2 separate regions of the Zea mays genome follow, and region 2 is linked to region 1. The links are chromatin contacts, called in public Hi-C maps. All regions are on one chromosome and are shown on one strand. Each heading gives the region's core, a stretch centred on a gene start, on an enhancer-like site or on the middle of the called end of the contact. The rest is flanking DNA. Distances are from core to core; before and after follow the strand shown.

Evidence for each region. Hi-C and Micro-C count contacts between places; a contact is called where the count stands out from the background.
Region 2: a Hi-C map of bundle sheath shows a contact between it and region 1, with 6 times the contacts expected there. The contact joins the enhancer-like site here to the promoter of LOC100286246 in region 1. A contact is called at or near these places in 2 of 25 Hi-C or Micro-C datasets (bundle sheath and ear).

Annotation. Positions count from the first base shown.
Region 1 is chr3:54,595,806-54,598,558 of Zm-B73-REFERENCE-NAM-5.0, forward strand. LOC100286246 reads right to left here and starts at 1,287. Exons shown (of 5, transcript NM_001159134.2): 1 at 1,009-1,287; 2 at 833-933; 3 at 713-746; 4 at 555-622; 5 at 24-474. The coding sequence starts at 1,183. The coding sequence ends at 328.
Region 2 is chr3:54,924,973-54,927,750 of Zm-B73-REFERENCE-NAM-5.0, forward strand. No RefSeq gene overlaps it. Among protein-coding and RNA genes, the nearest start is that of LOC541969, 35 kb to the right of the region's middle. Within about 2 kb of position 1,334, at least 13 of the 20 cell types and tissues checked have an H3K27ac peak or open chromatin away from gene starts, as enhancers often do. A contact at or near this core is called in bundle sheath, where this site is marked.

The DNA.
Region 1 (2,753 bases), core at 37-2,536:
ACTGTAACGTGGTTTTGGTTTTTAGCCACGGCATTATTGTCACTCGTTGGACATGCCAAAACATGGCGACAAATTTAAGCACTTAAGCCCTACCAAAATGTTTGCACATGTCAAACCACCGGAACTCGGAGAAGATATTTCGAAATGTCTGAAACTCGTACACGAAGCAACGATTACACTGGAAGCGCACAGTGCTAGACCGGCAGGGCCCTAGGAATACATATTTCATTGCTGGCCTGAAATCAACCTTTCATGCTAAAACCCCTCGGATGAAGGGCTCAACCGGGCAGCGAACCCGTGTCAGGCGGGTGCAGCCCTGGGGGCCAATCAGAATATGCCGGAGAGCAAGCTCCCGGCGCTGGAGAGCGCGGCGCCGGTGATGGCGAAGTTGACGAGCTTGTCGGAGTGGCCGCCGGCGTCACCCGTGAGCGCCACCGCCGCCCCAGCGATGGCGCCTGCGATGGCGCTGTTCTTCTGCACGAGGACAGCAAAGTTCACACGCGAGACCAAGCCAAAAACGGCCGTCTGGTTAAAAGCTAGGAAATGGCACTGACCCAGTCGTGGCATCCCCTGGCCTCCCGCAGCGCGTACGTGAGCCCTGAGTAGACTCCGGCTGCCAACCCTGCATGTCGAGGTCGAGAGAAACAGGGTTATACTACTTGTGGACCTCCAACGTACTGTTAGATCTGAACAGACTAATCACACCACTAACCCCACTGGAAGGCCTCCTTGCCGGCCGTTTTTACCTGCAAATTGTCAAGAGGGGGTGAGAGAGAAACCATTAATGAATCTGCACAACGAATCGCAGCTCTGAGCTATGTTTGTGACATACCACTGCGTCGAGCGACCTCTGGCCGTCGTCACCTCTGATGCTGGAGAAATGGCTCCGCTTGCCGCCGTCGGCGTCTAGCCCGGACGAGTCTCCTGAAAGCCCTGCAGATAGATTTGCAACGGGCGGGTGAGCACCAGCCGCTCGCTAGTTAGGTAGACTCGGCCGGGACGCGGTACCTTCGACGGTGACGACGTAGGCCTCCCTGGAGACGGCCCTGGCCGCCCCGACCCCAGCGGCGCGGATGAAGCTGTCGGCGACGCGGTTGAGCAGCGGGTGGCCGAGGTCCACGAGGCACTTCCTGTCCATGCTCGTCAGCTCGTCCTTGAGCGTCCGCGTGTCCAGCGTGCTCATCTTCTTCGTCGCCTGTTCTTGCCCAGCGCACCCGCTGTCTCGCCACTCACCAACGGCTCACCGACCGTCGATGGGAGGTAAGCTATCCGGAAACCGGAATGAAGTGCCGGGGATCCGTGGCGCGGGCACCGCGGTTTTAATGATGCGAGGGGGCCGTGGGGGACGCGTGTGCGAGGCCCGGCACGTGTCCGCGGTCGTGGCGGCCGCACCGGGGCGCGCGTGGACACCGGCACACGGCGGGGGGTTTCCAGGCCGTTCGGCACTGACTCAGTGACTCCCTCGGCTGTCGCGTACGTACCAGTGGATATTAATCGCATGGGCTTTGAGGCCGAGGCACTACGTCATGGACTGCCTGCCTGTTGAAAGGCCTGCTCTATCCTCCATGGGCCGAATCAGCGGCACCCGAAATCAGCTGGCCTGCCTGTATTGATGGGGCTGTCAAGCCCAATTACACAAACGTCAAAATCTAGAAATCCAATCAAAGGAGTACAAAAGATAAATAGATTTCCGAATGTCTATAGATTTCTTAGATTTAATTTAGAATCTTATTTAACCCTAGTTTTTTTATTTCTTTCATTTTTTTCAAAATGTTATCCAATTGCTACTTTTTATAGGCCTGCACTCACTCGACTCTCATCCGACCGGCGACCGCACCTTCTAGAAGCGGCTAGAATTTTCACCGCCTCTCTGCGACGACTCCAAAGGACAGCGACAAGACAAGGACAAGATCACTATATCAACAAGCACAAAACGGGGAGGAGACCTCGTCTAGATCTACAAGGACCACCAAGTGATGCGACGTTGTTGCCCATAGTGTTTAGGGTAGGGAAGGGAAGACGCGGGGATAATAAGTGAGCACATTTGTGATTTTGTGGTGGTAAAGGGGAAAGATGGCGACGACATGGGAGCTAGGAGAATCAGCCCTTTGCAAGTACATGTGGTAGACTTGTGAAGTTGCGAAGCATAGACATGGGTGTAGTAGGAGACTAGGGGATGAAGTTTGAGCGAAGTCATGGCATTTTATATGTGGGTGAGAAGGTCTTTAGTCAACATTTTCTTAATCAGATCATGTTGTGATGCCATTACAAGCTCTAAGTGGAGCCCAAACATGACCTAGGAATTGGATCAGGCAAACACGAGCATGATAGATATGAAAGCATCTAGTTTTAGTGACTAATGACAACACTAAATTATTGGCTATGAGTAATAATAATTGGCTATATAGTTTTTGTGCCCCTATTGATGGTATTCAATTATTGATTTTAGAAGGATGAGCAAAAAGGTTAAGGACTGGCTAGTTCTAATAGTTAATAGAGTTGATAGACATATATACTAGTGATAGCACCTTTGTTTTTTCCTTTGACTATACTATAAAGGGGCCATGAATGATAGTTTGACCTAAATAAGTCTGATGATACACACTTAAGAAATCTAGTGTATATCACCACTCAAGGTGTAAACAACTGTGGGTGATTCACCATGCTAGAGTGGCGAGGAACAAACCCATAGAGAGCCCTTGATCCTTGTGAAGTTCAATGGGGAGCAATATCCTTGTGTGGGTGCTCCAACG
Region 2 (2,778 bases), core at 84-2,583, 330 kb after region 1:
CGGGCCAGCACTACGGGTCGAGGCTACAGCCCAAGCACGGCACGGCATTCTTTGCTCTTACAAGCATTAGGTCGTTTCTGAGACCACATTGGCGTAATGGACTATATGGTGTTTGAGGTTGCTTAATTGGATGGAGCAGCAATGATTTGTCATACTAACAGCAAAATGAAAGGTTATTTGTTGGTTTTAAACGTAGTAATTGCTACGAAGTAGCGTAATTTATATGGAGCGCATCCAATTTTTATTGATGCCTGACTTTAGGAATCACTCCATATTTTGATCTATCTTTTTTATAAATTTGACTTCATGGGACTTATTTTATAAACTTGATTTCACAAACTTTCTCTTATTTGGTCTTTGTATGATGGAATTATGTCATTTTATAATCTCTGTTCATTCAGTCAATCGTTGTGAACTCTCTTCTAATCGCTCACTTCATTGGTCGTGTTGTAACAAGACATATTTGTATGGAGTAAACAATAACATAAGTTAGCCAAATCAAAAAATATATTATACAGAGAGCGGAGACAATCAATAAAAAATCTTGAATTTTTTTTTTGATAGATAGTTTACGTGGGTATTGTTGTAAGCGGTCGCAATGCACGGGTAACGACTAGTAGTATTTAAGGAGTAGTTTGGAATATAGGTCTAGGGTTACGCGACAATCGGTTTGCTTATCTGAGTGTTTGCGAAGTGGAGGGCGAAGGCCAACAGTTCGTGACTCGGGAGCGGTCACTAGGTGCCTGACGCATGTGCGTGTGAACTACTCGTTTGGAGGCTGGAAACGTTGAGCGGTCAAGGAGAAGGCACTAAAGCATAATCCATTGATTGCATACCTGATTAATAGATTTTTGGGCCAAACCATATGCTAATATATAGGCTGTATATAGATGGGCCCTCTGACTTTTGGAGTCCCGGTGTGGTGGCACCGCTCGGCTCCTAACTCAAGCAGTAACAAATGCATGTACTTTACTTATACGAATACATTGTATATTATATCGATATGATGCTCTACAAACACATTCATTTCTGTACTTATTAATATACTATATTTATTAACACTCCATTATATAATTCTTTTAGTCCTCTTTTGCTTGAACAACTATTTTGGTGTCTTTCTAATATACATGTCCTATTAGTCTATAGTAGGATGCCTATTCCCGGAGAAGTACCAAAGGCGAAGCTGTAGCTATCTTGCTTGACATGACATTTATAGACACTGAAAAAATGGATGACTCCCTTGACTTTCCAAAGGATGCATGGAATGGATGACTCCCTTAACTTTCCGTGGCTTTTATCGAACAACAAACAAAAAAAATGCAGTAGCATATACTAGTATATGATACATACATCACGAGCCAACGACGGCGCATAATCGGAGCACAATAAATTCTATCGATCGTCCCTGTGGATCTGGAATTCGCTTATTAGCTGTCGCGCCATCGACTTGCATTGACAGCCACGGTTAGCTAGTGTCGACCAGTCCAAAATCACGCCGTGGCGGCACATGTGTCTCTAGGGGGGGGTTTCTTCGTCTGCGTGTAGTGAGTGTGGTCGCTAACACTCCATGTTGCTTGATAAATGATCACCCATAAGATCTACGTACGTCCTCTCAGCATCATACGCACAGTACGTTCAAAGAGAGCTAGAGAGACGTGGCACAACGGCGTCCCCGCCCACATGCATACAACGCAACGCACTGATTCAGGCTGTCAAGACCCACACGTCACGCTGGCTGATCCTCTTCTCTCCGTCACGCTCACGCAGTTACGTTCTGGGCCCTGACAAAAAAAAAGAAAAAAAAAAGAGGTGGAGGTCACCGTCGTGCTCCGGCAGCGGCAGGTCGCGTTTGACGCCCTCTCTGCATGCGTGCAGCGCGTGCCAGCCGGCAACCAGCTCGCGAGTCCAACGAATTGCCAATGCCTGGAAGGACTGGTGTGCACCAAGACTTTAGATGCAATCGAGACTTTTGGGCTTTCAGATTACGACGAAATCGAGGCTTCTTATGCTTTTTTCTAACCAGTTTTTCTAAGAATCTTGTTGTGATATGAATCTAAATATCGTGGAATTAGATATGGAGAAAGATAAAATGGTTCAAAGGGTTCAGGATCTATAAAACATTGGATTCCTACTATCGTGACGACTCGACCGATTCTGTATTGATTTTAGACGATTTTTACCGAAATGATTCTTATAGAGATAGACTCTAGAGCGTTTGTTAGTTCACATCAGCTTTTGGGTGTCTAGAAACTGAAAAAAGCTTAAACAAACAGGACATACGTGGTACACGTTTCATGTATACATCCCTGAATTTGTTTTGTTAAATAATATTTGGGACCATTTTAGAAATAAATTAGTTTTTTTAGTCCACCTAGAAAATCTGCAATGCGGTATGCAAGAAGAGAGCCACCAAGAGCACCGTAAAGTGAGCCTCTGGCCTGAACAAAAAGAATGGAAGCCCATTTTCATCTTGATAATAACTGATGTGTCAAAAAGAGAAGTGAAAATCTTAAGAAGGCTAGAAATGTAATTCGGATTACCACAAGCACCCTAGCTGCGAAGATGACAATGCAAACCAATTGGTGTCATTGATATCGATCAGGAGACTGAAGAGGAATACAACTAGTGGTACCGATACTGTACGCGGACTTGAAAAAAAACTTGCAAAAAACAACCAAATAATGGACTAACTTGCGTAGAGATGGTCGCTTCAGAGGTTGCACCAATGGCATAGCGAGACCGCCCAACGCAGGGAAGAAGAACCTTCCGTTAAGCATC